Regions from separate parts of the Siniperca chuatsi genome. Here region 1 is linked to region 2. A link is a contact called in public Hi-C data. All regions are on one chromosome and are shown on one strand. The core of a region is the stretch at or near the end of the contact, and the rest is flanking DNA. Distances in the headings are between cores, read along the strand shown. Region 1 holds the start of LOC122864243 (zinc fingers and homeoboxes protein 2-like). Region 2 overlaps LOC122864242 (a long non-coding RNA gene).

The links. Hi-C and Micro-C count contacts between places; a contact is called where the count stands out from the background.
Region 1: a Hi-C map of liver shows a contact between it and region 2, with 4 times the contacts expected there. The contact joins the promoter of LOC122864243 here to the enhancer-like site in region 2. A contact is called at or near these places in 2 of 3 Hi-C or Micro-C datasets (liver and skeletal muscle).

The regions. Positions count from the first base shown.
Region 1 is chrLG17:2,835,638-2,841,345 of ASM2008510v1, reverse strand. LOC122864243 (zinc fingers and homeoboxes protein 2-like) reads left to right here and starts at 2,494. Exons shown (of 4, transcript XM_044171511.1): 1 at 2,494-3,085.
Region 2 is chrLG17:2,624,466-2,630,890 of ASM2008510v1, reverse strand. LOC122864242 (a long non-coding RNA gene) reads left to right here. Exons shown (of 6, transcript XR_006375181.1): 6 at 1,943-3,199. Among protein-coding and RNA genes, the nearest start is that of LOC122864241, 18 kb to the right of the region's middle. Within about 2 kb of position 4,265, the one cell type or tissue checked has an H3K27ac peak away from gene starts, as active enhancers do. A contact at or near this core is called in liver, where this site is marked.

The DNA.
Region 1 (5,708 bases), core at 1,245-3,744, 210 kb before region 2:
TGACCGCTGTGTGGTTGAAAACCTGCTAAAAGCTTTTTTGTTTTCCCGATATCCTTTTTATTATGTCTCTTTATACAGATATATGATTCTTTTTGTTAACCACAATAATATGCAAATTCCCTCCCGGGGTGTGTCACTCATTTTCCTGTTTTGTTGTGGATTGCAAAATTCAAATGGCCACGTGATTAATGAGTGAATGGGAATAAAAACAAAAAGAAGTGATTCCTGTGGTTTGATTCAGCTGAGTTTTTGTTTCTGCTTCTGGTTTTTGAAGTTCTGGGACACAAAAGTTGACATTTCTCAGTTTACCGTGTGAGAGGTCACCATTTAAAGTCTGTTTTAGACAGCGGAGGATTCCTGAACGAGCCTACCCCTGGGTCAGAGCCTCTGTTGGGAGTGACTGCTAATATTAGTTGTTGGAAATTCAATCAAACAACTGCAAAGAGACACAAAATGGCCGGTGTTTGTTTCAGTCTGGGTGTCCTGCGTCTATGTAGGAGGGACGGGGGGGCCTTTTACATGTCTGTGTCCAGGGGCCCATTGTCCTTTAATCCGTTCATTGCTTTAGAGTTTAGACCTTTAATTGTAATCAATGAATGTAGAGCACAAATCCTTTTTGTCAGGGCAGGAGACAAACTTTTCTTTTCACTTTCTTGGTTTTTCGGGAGGGCAGTTCTTCCCTCCGAAGCGTTTTATCTGCAGACATTTGTGACACTGTCGGCTCTTGATTACTATTTTAAAGACTATTTTAAGCCTTGAGTGGTTCAGTTTTTAACTTTTGTTGCTAAGCAATGTTGGCCAAAACTCTGCTTATTGGCTAGAGCTGGCACTCTTGCCTGGCAACATTACCTGATTGTGTATTCTGGAGACACTGGCAAGAGCTTCCAGTTGCAGACAACTCTTCTGCAAAGATGACTCTGGCTGTGGCGTCATTTCTGTTTCGAAGGCTGTGTATTATTTTCTCCAGCTTGTCCCTGTGTGTCTGAGCCCAAAGACGGTGTGTTTTCAGATGTTTCAAAATAAGCAGTTTACTTAATAAGCTGTTTCCTGAGTGCATTTGACTTTGAATAAACTCCTGACTGCTGCAGAAGGAGGGTCAATTATAAGAAGCTGGCTGACACACGATATTTTAACAAGTTTTAGGGGAACAACAGGAGTTCAGACCAGGTCATGTTGTGATTCTTTAACACAAGATAATCTGAAACCACCTGGAAAGCTGCCTGGTCTACTGCTCAAGGTTCAATGTACTCATCCATAAAAACATGGAAATTATACTGCTCCCATCCTAATAAACCAACACTGATTACCAAAACACCAGAAACAACACAGGCCTCCTGCAGTGGCCATCAACACCACACTAAATCACTAAACCGAATCAATCAAACTTTATTTGTATAGCACCTTTCGTACAGGTGAAAAGTGCTTTACAGATGACTGACAAGCTGAGACCAATGCACACGAGAAATGAAAATGTAATAATGAAACCATTAAAATAGTTTAAGGAAACGGTAAAATAGATAAGAGGGAGTCAAACAAACAAATCAGCAGCAGGGATTCAAGGGCTGCTGCTGCTGCTGCTTTACACTTGACCTCTGACCTCGTGGAGAAAAAAGTATTAATTATTTACCTGTAGAGATGAATGAGAAGTCACACTGCTTTTAATATACATATATATATATATATATATATCTTTGAATCTAAAGACTTAAACATATTCGGATTTTGACTAAATGCTGCGTCACAATCTAATCAACGTTTAAAAAATAAAATGTTTAAGTGACTTGGTAAAGGCAAATAAAAAAAAGAAAGAAGTGGTGATCAATCACATGATGATTAGGAGCTCGTTTTTCCCCGCTCATCTTGTTGCGAACACGCACATTTCACCACAGATGTCAAAGGTCACTGAATCAGCTTCCACTGCTGCTCTTGAAATCACTCAAACCGAACATATTACACCATAAACACAAAGTAAAGAATCACAGCATGACCACCAGGCAGGGTGCAGCTCTCAGATCCCCCTGTAGGTGTCGCTCTCCGTCGTCTTTTCACAGACCTGTGTGGGGATGTTTCTACATTTAATGCATCTGATCAGCTACAAGCCCATTTATCAAAAATACATCAGCCTGATTAAATGCAGACAGCAATCTGGCGCACGGGGGACTGAACTTCCACACCTCTTTCTTTCCCACCAGAACTAGATTTCTAGATTTCTTCAGATGCTGATTTAACACGGGTGTGATGCTGCTGCAGCAGGGCAGGCTGCTGTTTGTGAGGTCAGCTCCAGGATCAAACAGGTGTTCTAAGAAAATCAGCACACTGGCATTTTCATATGTTTTTTTTTTTTTTTTTTTAAATAACATCATACATTTTATATACATTATACACAGGAATGTGAGCTTTTGCAAACATTTGACTATAACGGGCTTTAAGAAATTATAGTTAGACATTATAAAACAAAAAAAGAGGATACTATACATCAGAGCAAAACTATAAGTTTCATCAGGACTGTTGCAGAGGCAGCGTGATGATACAACTGCAGGTAAAAGTGGCTTTGCGTCGCATAAAGTCATTATAAACTGCATATCGAGCACCGCTGGTGTGCTGGAAGTTCCTACATGGATATACAGCACGGTTATAGTGATGTTTAGTAACAGCCATCCGTGCTGTAAGTCACGAAACAGCAGACCGGTGCGGATGAGGGCTGCAGGAGGGGGACAGAGGTGCGTGGCTGCAACATGCCTGCGCCTCTCCACCGCAACCCGAGCAGCCGTGCCAGCGCCCGTCTGCGCCATAAGCAAACTTTTCTGTACATTTTCACGTCACCTGGACGCGAAACATAAATTTGGCATCCTATGCAAATATATGCTGACGTAAAAGATCATGTGGTTTTTGTCGTCGATCCCCCCTATGAGCAACGAGGAGGTTTTTTTTTTTTCTCCTCTCTACTGTTGTCTTTAGGTTAGCTATGCTACAATCTTTACTGTACCCAGCGCTAGCTATATGCGCCCCGCACCGCACCACTCTGGATATCTGGGAATAATCAACTTCCAGGCTGTCGCACCCTGCACCCAAAGACTCCACACAGGTAGGACACAAGGGAAACTTCTTATTTATTTAACTCCTGTAGATACATTTTGACCAAAGTGACCGCAAAAGTGAAGTTATTAAAGACGGCTTGGTTGCAGCCAGACTAGCCGCCTGGCTGTCTCTGCCCAGGCTGCTGCTGCTGCTAGCGACCGACCGTCCGTCCGTCCCCTCCATCACAGGCTCTCAGAGTGGGAATCACCTTGCTATCACCCAGCAAACCTCCACGGCAGCCAAACTAGAATTAAAACAGTTAGACACCTGGCTGTCGGGCAACTTTAGTGGCTGTGCGACTGGTCTCGGGTTATATTTGAGGATAGTTGTCAGACAAGTGAATGTCATCCGGTTCGCGTTGTTTTTTTTGGTAGCCAACTTTTGCCGTCCCCCTCCACCCCCGGTGAAAGTGCACATAATAAATTTATTAGCCATCGGAGCTAGCCGCTAGCCAGTTAGCCCCTGTCAATGACTGGCCAACCCGGTGAAGCTAAGTGCTTTAGCTTTAGCCTTTCCCCGCTCGCAGCAGCACGAAACGTGGCTGCCCGTCTCTGGATGTTATGCTTTCATGTCGGGAAATGCATTTGTTTTGGCTGGCTCCCTCTTCCCCTCCTTCCCATCCGAGTTAGCGTTACTCCGCCGAGCCAAGTAGAAAATAATCCCGGTGTGTTTTTCCGTGACACGGTGACGGTAGAGCGAGTGACAGTTTTGTTTTGTAGTGTCGGTTCAAGTGTTGTTGCTGCCCCGCTGTATGTTAGGTTCAAACGGGGCTAGCTAGCAGACAGCCAGTCTGGCTGGATGGGTCATCTGAGGTGAAGCCGCCGTCAGCGGGCTGTATAGGAACAGACTGGCCGCTAACGCCACACTGGTTTTTAACTGGTTTTTAGAGAAACGGACCGGCAGATAATAATGGGTGCTAGATTTTCAACTGGTTTATGTATTTAAACGAACTGTCTTTAACGTTAAGAGTCGCTGTTATGCCTGTTTTGTATAGATACGGACCGTTGGCGCGTACATACTGTACGGTGGTTGCAACGAACTGCCGATTAGTTTGATATTAAACTGTTTTACGTCGAAACGGACCGTTGGTTTGTGATTTTTACGCCTTTGACGGGTTTCTATGGAGACAAATAAGTCGATTAAATTTGTTGAATTATGTTAATTAAGTCGTTTAATGTTACACAAACGAACTGTGTAGATGTGGTTCAGAGAAGGACTGGTTGCCTGTTCGGTGAGCAGACGTTGACTTCATGCCAGTTAATGGCAGACTGGTTTTCTACTGGTTTATGCAGAAATAGGCTGCCAGTATGTACAGTACTCTGTTTTTTAAACAGTCAAGACTGTCAGTGTGTGTGGCAGTGTGGTTTCTAACTGGTTTATAAAAAAAAAAAAAAGACTGTCAGTTACCCAAATCTTAGACTGGTTTCAACTGGTTTATATGGAAACCAGTGTGCATGGAGGCTGAATTTAATGAATTGTTGACTATTGGCAGTTTTGTTAATGGGGTTGTATTTAAAAGCAGCTTTTTACATTTTAGTTTTTAGGCTAACTGTTTATAAGGACAAACTGGTTTATATGGTGTGTTGATCCAGATTGTGCATACGGAAACGCGTGTCTCTTAACTGGTAAGGTATATTATCTGTGTATACAGTGTGGGAGCTCTTTTCTCATGATCAAACTTTTCCCCTTTTCCAATTTCATCCACTTCCTTCTCAGTAATGTTCTCTGACCTCATTTTCTACCCAAATCTTGTTACATAAAATCATGAATAATTAGGTGTGCCTCGCGAGCCGGTTCAGGCCATATGCATGCGGTGATGCGGTGGCACACGAAAAAAAAGCCTGGTGACCTGTGACCCCCTCCCCCTCCGTCAGACAAGTCTTCTCAACCAAAATCCCTACTTTTGTTTGGTTTTTGTGCTTTCCTTGCTGTCCTCCTGTGACTCTCTCAGTTTGATTCTAGTTTGAAGGACATACAGAGGGAAGATTTCTGTCAGGCTTAGAAGAACAGGTGTGTAAACTGAATTTGGGCAGGTTTTACCCTCCACCACATCCCTGACAGTGTGACTGAAGTGTGTCTTGGCTCTTGGAAAACACTGGAGAGGCTCATATTTGGCAGCAGCTCCTCCTCTTCCTCCTTCCTCTATACTGCCCGGTGACAGCATTAACATCCACCTCCTCCCAGCCGCTCCACTGTATGGCTCTTGTTGAAAGTGTGTCAGATTTTTTAATATTATCTCCCTCTCGCCTGTTCTGGTTCATAATCACATTTCCTTTTCCATTGACCGACTTTTTTTGTCTCATATTTTGCCTCTATTGTATCGCCGCCGTGTCAGGCTTTTTAATCCTATGATATGGATGCAGGGATCAGTCAGTCATGCTGCCAGTCTCCGAATCAGAGCACACTCGCAACTCTCTGGCTGCTATTTATTTGTCACAAACGCCAACACACACACACACACACACACACACACACGTACACACACAGAGCGCTCTCGTGCGCTTTCCCTTCCTCGCTTGGAGACTTCTACACATATTCTCGCTTTTACTCTTTCTGCTCTGACACGCTGCTATTTCCTTGACACACACTCACACACATTTTGCCAGTTTCTAGGAAGTGCAGCTGTAATT
Region 2 (6,425 bases), core at 3,016-5,515:
CATTTTAGCACATTTTCAATTTGCGCGTAAAAAAACGGCAGAAATACGAGAGTTGAAATATCGCAGCAAAGTGCGATGGAGACAGACTTAGTGAATAAACGATGACGTGCATGAAGAGCTGAAAACGTCAGATCTGTGTGGAGCGATGAGGAGGCTGTAACCTTCCTCACATTAATGCATGAAACTAACAGAAACGTCACATTTCCATCATGTTTTCCATCATTTGAGCGTCGACTGGAGCTCTTTTAATGACGTCATCTCGATGCTTTAATGGCGCCAACAGGAGAATTAGCTCCACCAGCTGTTTATCTCCATCAATCAATGAACTTGTATTCACACAACAGTAGTGGATGGAAATGAGCGTTCATTTGCATTTTCTTGAGCTACATTTGAATAGAAACTTAGCTTACGATAGCACAAACGTTTGTGTGCAGGTCCGTCTGCAGAGCACTGACACCTCACCTGACAGTTGACACCTTGCTCTTTGTACCCAAATCACATCTATCCATCACATTTTTGACCTTATCTAAATACTATGGTATCACCATGTTTGGTAACAGGTATCAAAACAAAGCTTGTAATAAAGTATGATGATTCTTTTATCGTGAGCATTTCAACAGAAGATGCAAGCATGAATCCAATAACGCTCTTAGATCAGTTCAGGAAAAGACGCTACAGCCAGAAGCAGCTTAGCTTAGCATAAAGACTGGAAACGGGGAAATAGCTAGCCTGGCTCTGTCCAAAGGTAACAAAATCCTACCAGCACCTCTAACACTCTGCGATTTGTTGTTTTAACACTTTAATTTTTGCACAGACAAAACAAACAAGATGTAACATGTAACAACTTCACAGGTGGATTTTGTTCGCTGTTGATCATGGTCATGAATTTTCATAAAGTTTTAATCCTTAAAGGCATAATAACATTTCCGCATTAAAATGTGTAAAATATGACTAGACCTAAATTAATTATTTTGTTGAATTGTGTAGTTAAATTAGTTTTTCCAACAATGTTCAAACGCAGAGAAATCTGTACTTTTATTCAAGGTAACGGTGCGTTTCATTTGGTCAATGGCGTCGTATCCTCTTCACCCCTTTTGGTTGCTATGACTTCTGGGAAACACAGGAAACGCCAGATGATACGTCAGTGAGGAAGGAAGTCGGTGAACTAGCTAGCCAGCCACTCTACTGTTTACTGTTGATTGTATTGCTCACTCGTGACGATTTTTCATTGCCATTGGCTGCGTGTTCTGTCGCGAAGCGGTCTCTGTAAAACCTTAATACATTACCTCGTCCGTAAATTATGATTTCTGTCTGAATCGCATCAGATTTTCATCGGCAATGGTGATTGTTTAACAGTGAAGACAACAACTCGCATAATCCCATGCTGCTTCACGACGTCATCAAAGTCTGTCTTTTGTTATTGTTTTGATTGTGAGACCCCATAGCAGCAGAAATTACATACTGTGTATTTAAAATTTTATGAAATCATACCCCAGTTTTGTAAACTTTCGTAGAAAAGGTTTCAGTCGTAGTCATCTGGACACTGTTTTCAGAATCAAGACGTTTCGGCTCCCATCCGGAAGTCATTCTCAATTGTGAAAATGGTCAGTTTCAGGTGAAACTAGGCAGGGTAAACAGCAGACACTCAGGAAGACTCCTCCCCGAGGGCTTAAGCAGCACAGAGTAGCTTAAATTTCTGAGTTCTCAGACCATTTTCACAATTGAGAATGACTTCCGGATGGGAGCCGAAACGTCTTGATTCTGAAAACAGTGTCCAGATGACCACGACTGAAACCTTTTTCTACGACGGAACACTCCTGGACGAATGAGGGACTACACGGTCATATTTATGTAAACATTCATATTTCAGCAATATACATTAAATGTATTTACATTCTGTAATTACCTCTTTATATACATTTTTATTGTTTATTATTGCTAGTGGCGGAGTCCGCCATTCCCACGCTGGAGTCAGATTGCCTTCTCACACACACGATGGACTGAGGGGGAAACGATGCAGCTTGTGATCCAGTGTTATTGTTTGTAATTTGATCTCACTGTTAACTGTTCACTCAAGTTACTGCTAATGCTAACACAACGTTTTGTACTGCCGCTTCACATTAAAAGACTTCAACTGGTCAAACAAGGGGTGGCTTTTATTGTGAAGTAGCTACAGGAAACGCAATGTGTTTGTCACAGAGGTTAGCGATAAATGCGAATTAGAGAAATATTATTGACTGATGTCTCCATTAAAACAATGTGAGTTTGTTTGGCTGCGCTGTAAACAAATATATTTGGTCTTCTGTGTAGAGCAAATGCTGCATTAAACCGCACTTCACGCAGTATATAATACATTGTTTATATAACATTATAGTGTAGTTGTAAGCAGACATAAGGACATGTAAGTGTTTATTAATGTACAATTATCTTGCCTTCTCCTATGAAGACACACACAGTGGCGACTTTTATTAGGTACACCTGTAGAATCTAATGCAATCTAATACAACAGCACTGAGGTCATAATGGTGTTGTACTGGGCTGCATTATATTCAGAGGTGTTTCTATTATTCTGACCCCCTCATGTATGTAAACGGGGAGGACAAAAAAACTAGAAACACCTCAATATAATGTCGTCCAGTACAACAGCACCTATAACTATGACCTCAGTAATAGACATAATTCACTTTACACATTTCTGACAATGTCACCAAAAAGTTTGAGTAGAGATAGACGATATGGCAGAGCTGTTGTATTGGACTGCACTAGATTGTACAGGTGTACCTAATAAAACGGCCACGGACTGCATTTTATATTATTACAACTGTATTATATTGCCATTCATTGTCTGTTTAAACACCAGCTTTCACTTATGGATGCTTTACACAACAAGTTCAAGTTATTGACAACTAGATTATAGTGTTATAAACAATGTATTAAATGTTTATGTGGTGCTTATAAATGCTAAAGCGTGACCTTTTAATCAGATAAAAACTTATCCTGTGATCTGCTGTCAAAGAACATTTTAGTACTTTAGGTTCTTAAGACCCAACCCAGTAAAATGGATCTGTATAGAACAGTTTAGGGGTCCTAAATATGCAGTGGTGGAAAGTAACTAAGTACATTTTAGTAAGTACATGTACTGTACTTAAGTACAATTTTGAGGTACGTGTACCTCACTTGAGTATTTCAATTTTCTTACACTACATTTATTTGATAACTTAAGTTACTTTGCAGATTCAAACAAACAACAAATAAAGTATGAATTATTATAAGAGGTTAAGATGAGACTTTATTGATCCCTTTATTGGGTAAATTCACAAGCTACCCAGCGGAATATAAAGTCATTAAAATGAGCTCCACCTTTTACCAGCTGCAACATTAAAGGGATGAACATAATGCATCAATAATTATAATCAAATTATATATAGCAGCCTGCAGGGACTACATCTCACAGCGGCGGGACACGAACCATTCCCACTGATGTAAAGAATGAAGAGAGGAATATATATATATATATATATATATATATATATATATATATATATATATATTCTGAATTGGGCCATTCTGAATAATCAGTACTTTAAAGTATATTTTGATAATACTTTTGTATAAAACTTTGAATGCAGGACTTTTACTTGTAACAGAGTATTTCTACATTGTGATACTTGTTCCACCACTACATACAGTATACGTATGTACCAAGATATACAGTAGAACCTAAAAAGGTTCAATATAGAACCACTTGTTTTGAGAGTGTGCTGCCAAGATGGAGTGTGTGTGTTTTTGAGTGCGTGTGAAGCATTAAACACGAGATTTTGTCCTCATCAGCCTGCCATATAGACACACACACACACACACACACACACACACACACGTGTGTTAGTAGAAGTAGGTCAGTAGTGAAAGGGTTCTCAGCTGTCCTCACACGGCCTCTGTTCGTCCCGTCACACCACTCGTGTCGACTCTAATTTTCTCTTCCTCGTCCTCCCCCTCCTCCCTCATCCCTTTCTCTCTGCTCTGATTAGGAGGGGAGCAGGTCCCACCCCTGGTTCAGACGGGTCTTGTGTAGGTTAACTCTTCAGTTGCCGCCTCTCTTTCCCCTCCCGTCTTTTTTTCCCCTCTTTATTTTATACTAAAAACAGTCAACTTTTATCTCCTGCGAGGCCGGCGGTCTGCTTGTGTTTTCACGGAGGCCCCTGCCAGACCATTTGCGGCATGTAACTGGTGTTTTCGAGGGAGACCCAACGCCACAAAATGGAGCAGAGCTGGGTGTTGTGAAGGACGTGAATCAACCTTTTTACCCTGATGTTTCATTCACTAACAGAGGCAACAGAAAGGAGAGAAATTTGGTTTAAAAAAACCTCTGAGTGGCACCGGGTTTCCAGCCAGTGAACTTCCAGGAAGGCTGGATAATGCCCAGATCTGTGAACAAATGGTGTATTACCTAACCCCAACCAGCTTTACATGATTTACAGTAGAGGAGGAGAGGCGGGTGTTTGAGCTCACACTGCCATCTGCTGGAAAAAGAAGCAACAAGAAGACAAACCCCCTTATTTCACCACACAGACGTGCCAAAACGCCCCAACATGGCTCCCGAAAATGTCTCTGGCAACCTCACGGACAAATTCACCCCAAATCAGGACGGAGTTTAAGAAAACAAAGCCCAAAACGTAAAGCTCAGTCTGTTAAACCGACCGGTAAAAAGGTGGAGTGAGACATGCAAAGGCTGTGGTTTGAACCTGGAGAACAGTATGTTCCCTGGACTGGTTAGACTGGTTTCTATGGTGCTGCTGCTGGTTTCTATAGCATGTCACCAGGCGCACTTGGCGCTGAATTAATGATTTTGGCTCAGTGTGGGAATCGACACTAAAAGGAACGAAGCAGCTGTTTACAGGGAAATAAATGAAAGATGTTCAAACAGGACGGAGATTTAAAGGAAGGTGAATATTTCTGTAAAAATGTTTTTTTTTTAAATGATACACAGGTGTTTTTAAATCTTTTAACTGTTGTACATGTGAGATATTTAGCAGATGTGATGCAGCAGGAGAGCAGAATCACCATTTACACACAAGTCACAGCATAGAGGTCAAAGGTCAGAGCGCAAACGGTTAGACCAGCGGTAGGAGTGTGTGTGTGTGTGTGTGTGAGTATAAGAGCGATACAACAAAGTAAAAATACTGTTACAAGTAAAAGTCCTGCATTCAAAATCTTAAAGTACAGAAGTATAATCACCTTTCAGACAGTTGTATTATATATCACATTATTATTATTAGATGCATTAAAGCAGCAGAAGTTAAAAGTACTATAAAATGAAAATACTCAAGTAAAGTACAAGTACCCAATAACATTGTACTCAAGTACAATACTGGAGTAAATGTACTCAGTGACTTTCCACCCCGGTTTTTAATGTGTCTTTGTAAAAGCATAAAGATTCAAATGACTCTAAGAAACAAAACTAAAAACCCAGCATCTGAATCGAACCTGTTTATACGCCGATCATTTACGTTCCGCATTATACAGTCAGTGGCCACTTTATTAGGTACACCTGTACGATCTAATGCAATTCAATACAACAGATAAATTCCACCTTTTTTACAAAGTTTACAATGTTCAGTTTTTGCTGACATCGTCAGAAATGTGTAAATGTTTGTCGCTGAGGGTCGAGTTAAAAGGTGGCGTTGGACTGGATGACTTAATATTGAGGCGTTTCTAATTTTTTGTCCTCCGTTTGCGTACATGAGGGGGGGCGAATATTAGAAGCAGCTCTGAATATAATGCAGTCCAGTACAACACCATCGCTAACTATGAGCTCAATGCTAAAACATAGTTTAATTAACAGCTCTACTAAAACTGAACATTATAGGCTTCATTAAAGTCGACTTTATGACAGATCTGCTGTATTGGATTGCATTAGACTGTACATGTGTGCCTAATAAAGTGGCCACTGAGTGTATAGTGTATTAATACTATTGATGCATTAAAGCAGCAGAAAAGTAAATGTACTTAGTTACATTCGACCGCTGAATAACACATCATCCGTGTACTCGTGTGAGAGAGCTTGTGTACTTTTTGGGCTTTTTTAATCTACATTTTTATATCGAAATCCACCTTTGAGTGTTTCAGTTGAAATGTTTAAATGCGATAATCGGCACAAACTAAATTCCAGTTCTTAGAGCCAGATATCTCTAGCTAAAGCGATTAGTCGATCAGAAAATTAATCATCTCGTGATTTACTGATTTATTATTTTATTTTTCAATGTTGCAGCTTCTTTGATGTGAAGACTTGCTGCTTTTCTCTGTTTTATGATAGTATACTAAATACCTTTTGGTCAGGTAAAACAAGCAATTTGACTTCATCACCAATGGGAATTATTTAATTTTTTTTGGTAACTTTGAACTGTTTAATCTTAAATCACATTTTG